2 separate regions of the Mus musculus genome follow, and region 1 is linked to region 2. Evidence: chromatin contacts called from public HiChIP or PLAC-seq data. All regions are on one chromosome and are shown on one strand. The core of a region is the stretch at or near the end of the contact, and the rest is flanking DNA. Distances in the headings are between cores, read along the strand shown. Region 1 has its middle 140 kb from the start of Gm41600. Region 2 overlaps Gm19585 (predicted gene, 19585).

Region 1 (3,402 bases), core at 487-2,986, 280 kb after region 2:
CCATGTGGACTCTTTATAATATATTTGGTTCTTCCCCTTGTATTCTCTTTCCCATGTGAAAGTTATCACCTTCCTTCCCCTGTTTCTTCCTCTCTTTGCTTGAGAAATATATCATGAAGTCTTCCCTTTGTTTCGCATGAGCTTATAAAACAGACATACTGAGGTGATGAGAAAGATTGGGAAACATCTTCCCTAATTCTAGATCTGAAGCAATTTCAGTATTTTTAGCAGCAAATATTTGTTAAGACGCATAGGAATATCATTCAGAGGCCTCTGTGATTTACTTTCCACTAACTAAGACTACTCTGCTGTGTTTATTGTAGTGTAATTTGAGCACAGAGAAAAAGAGAAGGCAAATTCAGTCATAAAATTGCATTAATTAATATTAAATGTGGTGTAAGATATTGCACCCGTTTAGACTTAATAGAATAGAATTGAATTATCAGAATAGAACTGGGGGTATTTTAACTAAAAAATATAACAATATTGTTATGCTTCTTTTCAGTAAGGAAGGTGATAATTAACATAGAAATTGCCAATAAGATCATTCCGGAAAAAAATAAATTATTTCATTATATGTTAATATTGTGATAAAATATAAGAAAGAGAAAATAACAATAAAAGAAATAATAATTTGCAAAGTATGACAAATCGCTTTTGAATAAATATTCATAAATATTTCCCTCCTTTGACTTCCTGTGAAAGCCATGCAGGGACACTGCTTACACTGACCTCTTCTTCCTCAAAGAAGGAAAGGAGCTGCTGGGTAGTTGTACCCTGAAAGTGAGTTGTCACTGGGATGTACTAAGATGCAACAAATGAGAAATTGGACATTTGCATTACTTGAAGGCCTGGGGCAATGACTCAGAAACAGAAACTAAGTTCCCAGTAATTGCTATGTCTGCTCCTCAGATAGAGAAGGTATTCCTCTCTGCAGAGGAAAGTAGGTAAAATGGTCCAGCACATTGCTTCAGTGTAGACATTGGAGACTCTAAATCCTGGAAAGTCTCAGAGATGCTAGAGCCTTTGTGTTCCGTCAGGGAACAAACCTGGACTCTGCACAGCATCTCCAAGGAAACAATTTAAACTTTCTTGCCTGTAACCCCTTAATCCGGGCTGTTCTGGTTCTTCACCCTTTTAAGAGATGAGATATTCTCAGAATTCATACTGATGTAGGGTCACCTGTGAAGACCTTGCAAGATTTATCTCCTATGACATCTGTCAGTTCATTGGGGGTGGAGTGTTGGCACATGCTGATGCCAGGTTTGTGAATGTCATGGTCAAGGTTCTTCTGTGTGGGTCTGTACCTCTGTCTGGATGAAGCCAAGTGTACTTTGCCAAAAACCATTGTGTCTCATACCAAAGGTCCTTGTCAACAGTAGAGTTGGTTTGCCAATGCCAGAAAGGACCTCCATCAAAAATAATGGTATTGTTTCATTATTTATAAAAATAGCTGCATATACCAACTGTTACCTACACCATACTTGCTTGAGTCACAAAAAGAGTATGCTCACTGTGTAGCTTCCAGAGAAAATGATTCTTTTTGCTTATACAATGACAGACAATGCACCCATAATCTTAATTATGAATTACAGCCAAAGGGGGAATATATATTTGGCCCAGGGAGTGGTACTATTAGCAGGTGTTACCTTGTTGGAGAAGGTATGGCGTTGTAGGAGGAAGTGTGCCACTGTGGGGTAGGCTTTGGGGATCTTCTCCTATGCTCAGGCTTAACCCAGTGTGCAAGAGAGCTTCCTTCCAGCTGCCTGAAGATGAAAGTTCCTCCTGCCTGCAGTCAGATCGAGATGCAGAACTTTTAGCTCCTTCTCTAGTACCATGTCTGCCTGGATACTGCTATGCTGATGCCTGGATTCCACCATGATGATAATGAACTGTAAGTCATTATCTATATGAAACTGTAAGCCAGTCCCATGGTCATGGTGCCTCTTCATAACAATGGAAATCCTAACTAAGAACTAAGATACTGTGCAAACTGGGTGACATGAGTTTGAGCTGTAAGACCCATATAAAGATGGAAGGGGAGAACTTACTTAAGAAAAGTTATCTTCTGAATCTCAAAATGAAGTGTCCTATATCCCTCATGTGTGACACACACACAAATAAGTACATAAATTTTAAGAAGTAACATTAATGAAATGACTGATAAAATGTTTAATGATTATTAAAATGCTATGACATTCAGGGTAACACATTTGAGAAAAGTTAAGAAAATAATGCATGGTGTAGGTGAGAAATTTATTTGAGAAAGAAAAACACAAGAAAAAAATCCGTAAATGTTGAAAAGGAAATTTGTCAGTGTAAAAAGTAGTTAAAATTTTGAGTAACAGGGTCAGTAAATCAAGAGAGAGAGAGAGAGAGAGAGAGAGAGAGAGAGAGAGAGAGAGAGAGAGAGAGAGGAGAAGGAGGAGGAGGAAGAGGAGGAGGAGGAGGAGGAGGAGGAGGAGATCTTCTTTTAAACAACACAAATTTATTGAAATATCACTATCAGACCAAATATGAGCCACAACAATGATAAGAAAATAATAAGAAATTAAGAAAGTATACAAGACTTTTGAAACACATTTAATTGAACAAATATCTTAATCTTTTAGTAAGCAAGGGAGAATATGAAAGCAAAGGAATAGAAATTTTATTCAAAGAGATGATAGCTGGAAATTTCCTGAATAGTGGGAGAGATTTAGATATCAAGGATAAGTAAGTCTACAGAACCCCAATAGATATGATTAGGAAAAACCTCTCTCTTGACTTTTAAAAATTAAGCTATTAAAAGTACAACACAAAGATATTGCAAATACAATGTGCCAAGGTTCATAACCCATACTAAACCATCAATAATTTTATCAGTAGAAACTTAATAGGTAAGGCGGGAATGGAATTGATATAGTTCACATTTGGTAAGAAAGTAACATTAATAAAGTATATTTATATCCAACAGTCTATCCAGAAATGAAAAAGAAATACTTTTTTAATATAACAAAAATTGAGAAAAGATCATTACACTCTCACTAGATAGGTTTTATAAAAGTTGCTGAAGAGAGCCCTATACTCAGTAGAAAAAGAAAACCACTATTATAATGAAGGCATGTGAGCATATAAAGCCACTAATGAGTAAGGCACACACAAAGAGGTTAGGCCTTCCCTGGGCAATAATCCACAAAACCATAAAGATGAGCAGGCAAGGAATAGAACAAGCTACATCAAGGAAAAAGAGAGAGAGAGAGAGGGTTATATCTTTAAATATGTTTAATAGTATTTGTGAACATGAAAGGACAACTCCCCAATTAAAAGCATGGGCTATATGAATGTATTAAGAAAAAGAACCCTATGAACAAGATCTGTACAAGCTCAAGGCAAACAATATCGCAGTATGAAGTCAGGAGG
Region 2 (3,586 bases), core at 505-3,004:
ATGTTCTTCTCACCAAGTTTTAGAATAGAAAGATATTATAAACTTTAATTATTTTTATTTACTGGTTGTAAGCTATAGGGTATTTTGCCTGTTCAGCTCCCTTGAGAAACATCTGGCTCTGTCTGGAGACTGTTAAAACTGATAGAACATACTGGTGTCTGACAAGCAGAAACCAGGAATGCTGTTAAGTAAACCCTATCACAAGAAGCATCCATCCCCCCAAGCCGACTGTGATGGGGTTAAGAAACTATTTTAGACTGGAGGAAGATAGAGCCCAAGAGGCTCAGTGACTATGGCTGGAGAATCTTGTGGTCTCACATGTTATAAAGATGATGCTGTGGAGACCGATATCATTTCATGGCACCCAGTTCCATAAAATATTAATAAATGCACATCCTGCTACCATTTGTATGCTCATTACAAACTCCTCTATTGGAATGTTAGTGTATGTGATTTCTGTTTTTCCCCCACACATCACTTTTCAGCCCTTCCTTACCTGCACTCCAAAACACAAATATATACATATATATATATATATATATATATATATATATATGTACACATGCATGCATGCATACACACATATACAAATTTTATCACTGTAAACATAAAACGGAGGGTTTCCACTGCATACGCAAAGGTAAGGACTTTCTTCTGGACACCTATTTCAAACCAGATCATTTCACTACAATTGTTTAAGAGATGTCTGTACAAAGATGCTTCCCTGTGTAGGTCCTGTTGATCTACAACTGGACCTGGATTGAAGTGTTCGCATGTAAGAATTGTGTCTTCATTCCAAGAGGGTTTTAGGGCCAATTGCAGAAATTGTTTATAGAAGGAAGAATGAGACTAGCAGAGGGTGTCTTGGTGAGCAAGCCACACAAATTCACAGGAAACAGTCTTCATCAGTTCTAGTATCTGTGGTTTTCTCGAATTCTTCTCAGATCTTATTCTGGGAAAAAAAAGTTACCAAGTCAATAGTATTAATGGACTTGACTTTTCTCTTTTTTAAAAAACAAAACAAAACAACCCCAGAAAAACCTGAGAGGACCCATTGTCATCACAGGCTGGAAATGGAGAGGAGAGTAGTGCTGAGAAGGAATCTGGTGGGACAGAGGAGGGGTGACAGATGGGCAGCGAAGTGGAAGGAGATGCAGAGGTTTCTGAGACTAAAAAAGCAACTGAAAATAGTGATCTCCTTTAAATATCATTAGTGAAACCACACAGTGATGTCACTTCTGATCACGCTGTGATGTGAGTTGCTGATGTGGAGATAACCAGCTTCCTTTTGCGCATTCACAGGCTGTCTGCAGTGGAAAAGACCTTCAAGTTGACTGTGAGTGGGTGCGACTCATCAAGAAAAATAACCTCACCACCACAACAACACATGATGGGAGAGACCGAAACTTCTTTGGGAGAACATAAGGGGAAAAAAAAAAGAAAAAGTGAAGTCTAAATATTATTAAACACATGAAAGCAGAGTCATTTACTTATTAGGAAGGCGCTCATTCACACACAGGTAGACTTGTGGTCCCTTAGAAGTACGTAAACACAACCCGTCAGTCCACCACAGTCAACATCAGAATTTCTTGGGAAATGCCTCATGAAAGAGTTTTTAAAGAATAATATGACTGTGGATCTGTCAAATAATTTCCCAAAAGCCATGAAAGATGAGTTGCTCTGCTCTGTTATGCATTTCCTTCCCTTGCACGGGCACTCACAGCTTGCCAAATTTAGTCTGAGATCTGAACAGAGAGAAAACATGAACTCTTTCAACTGAAGTTCGGCTTCCTGTTTCTACATGGCCTCTCATACTCTGGGCCATTCTGCAGATCTACCCAGGTGTGTTTCCTGGACACTTGATAAAAATCATTCTCACATCAAAGTTGACCAAAAATGATTGATGATAAGTAGTTAAGGGTTTATAAATGCCAGACTATGGGAGATGATTGTAAAATAAATAGATATAAATAAATAAATAAACAAATAAATGTAAGCCCTCCAGTCTACTTCTATGTTCATTTATTCTTCTGTTTATAGCAGTCTGAGGCTACTCGAGGCTTAAAACAAAATATTGACATACAGATGTCATGTTGGGACATACATGTCCAGGTGACCTATTGTGAGTTGTGGATTACTTCATCCCCTTTCTGTATCTCAGCATCATTTTATCCGAACTGGAGTAGAAGACCTGCTCAAGACCGAAAGTGTCTTCAGACTCTCTTCAGGATTGCTGGGTTGACTGGAGCAGCATCTTATATACCTCAGCCACCCATCTCATAGGCCTCCATATGCATTTGTTAAAGACCACATACTCTGGACCAGCAAGATGGCTCAGTGGGTAACAGAACTTGCTAACAAAGCTGACAGCATGATCTTGATCCCTTCTCCCACCATGTGGTCCACTCTGGTTGTCCACAGTCCTCCATTGTGCATACTGTGGTATGCCTCCACACACAGTAAATAAATGAATAGAGTAAAATGTTTTAAAGAATTAATTTATTCTGTGTCCAACCTTGGAGTTTTTAAAACCTACAAAAATGGAACACAAAAAGCTATGTATTAACCGGTTTTGTTCCAGTCACTCTTCCCTATCTGGGGCCAAGTGTAAAATATTAAAAGGAAAAACAGACTAGTGATTACTGTACAGATTAAATAACAGAGAAGAGTGAGTACAATGGCATAGGCACACATTTGAGATGACAGAAGTTTTTTTGGAGGAAGAAAAGAATTATACTACAAAGATGGTCTTGTCCATACTTGCTGTTTCTACATTTTATTCTTTATGTACTTGGCTAGTTTCTCCCTATTCCAACATTTCTTTTTCTGTTTCCATTTAGTGTGGTCTTAAACCTCTGCCAGAGAAAGTGGCAAGGCATAGACTTCAAATATGCTCTTCAAAGTTACTTAGCATCCCGGGAGCATGGAGGAGTAAGTGCCTGCTGTGCAAGTGTGAAGGCAGGAGTTCGAGTCCCCGGCACCCGTGTAAAAGTCAGGTGTAAAGGCAGTCCTCTGAAATTCCAGTTGCAACAGGGGCCAAGACAGGTGCATCCTTGGGTTTATTGGCCAGCCAGTCTAAAATGGCAAGCAAGCCACAGATTCACCGAGGGACTCTATCAAGAAATAAGATGAATAGAAATAGAAGATGCCAGAGGAGGATCCCATTAATGTGGGTGTGTATACCACCCCTGTATATACCCCTGTCACATAATGTATACCCTGCAAACACCACACACACACACACACACACACACACACACACACACACACACACACAAATAAAAGGTAAGAAAGAGAGAACTTTCAAAACATAACATTTTAAAATGTGATCCATCTTGACCTATTAATGCATCCAGGCACTGCCTAGTTTGTGTTTTCTATTTTGTTATGTTAGAAAATTAAAATTGGGGTTTGGGGGTGGGGGGAAACAGAGAATTATTTTTGAGATCTCAACTCACACTCTTCATCTTGGTCGTTTTTTATGTGTTATTATTTATCTTTTTTTTTTTAAGGAGAAGATTATGCTGGCTAATTTTATTTGTTATTATTTACTTTTTTTGGAGAGGCATACACAGATCATAGGACT

The links. HiChIP or PLAC-seq counts read pairs in DNA pulled down with a chosen protein or histone mark.
Region 1: a contact with region 2 is called in an H3K4me3 HiChIP or PLAC-seq map of the SCID.adh cell line, with 9 read pairs. The contact joins two enhancer-like sites. A contact is called at or near these places in 4 of 484 Hi-C or Micro-C datasets (CD4 single positive thymocytes, Th17 cells, Th2 cells and 1 more) and 4 of 115 datasets of contacts at active chromatin or transcription factors (CD8 T cells, the SCID.adh cell line, large pre-B cells and 1 more).

What each region holds. Positions count from the first base shown.
Region 1 is chr17:52,442,780-52,446,181 of GRCm38.p6, forward strand. No RefSeq gene overlaps it. Among named protein-coding and RNA genes, the nearest start is that of Gm41600, 140 kb to the left of the region's middle. Within about 2 kb of position 1,737, at least 3 of the 459 cell types and tissues checked have an H3K27ac peak or open chromatin away from gene starts, as enhancers often do. A contact at or near this core is called in the SCID.adh cell line and double positive thymocytes, where this site is marked.
Region 2 is chr17:52,161,492-52,165,077 of GRCm38.p6, forward strand. Gm19585 (predicted gene, 19585) reads left to right here. Exons shown (of 4, transcript NR_155494.1): 4 at 1,303-1,995. Among named protein-coding and RNA genes, the nearest start is that of Gm19585, 14 kb to the left of the region's middle. Within about 2 kb of position 1,755, at least 81 of the 459 cell types and tissues checked have an H3K27ac peak or open chromatin away from gene starts, as enhancers often do. A contact at or near this core is called in the SCID.adh cell line and double positive thymocytes, where this site is marked.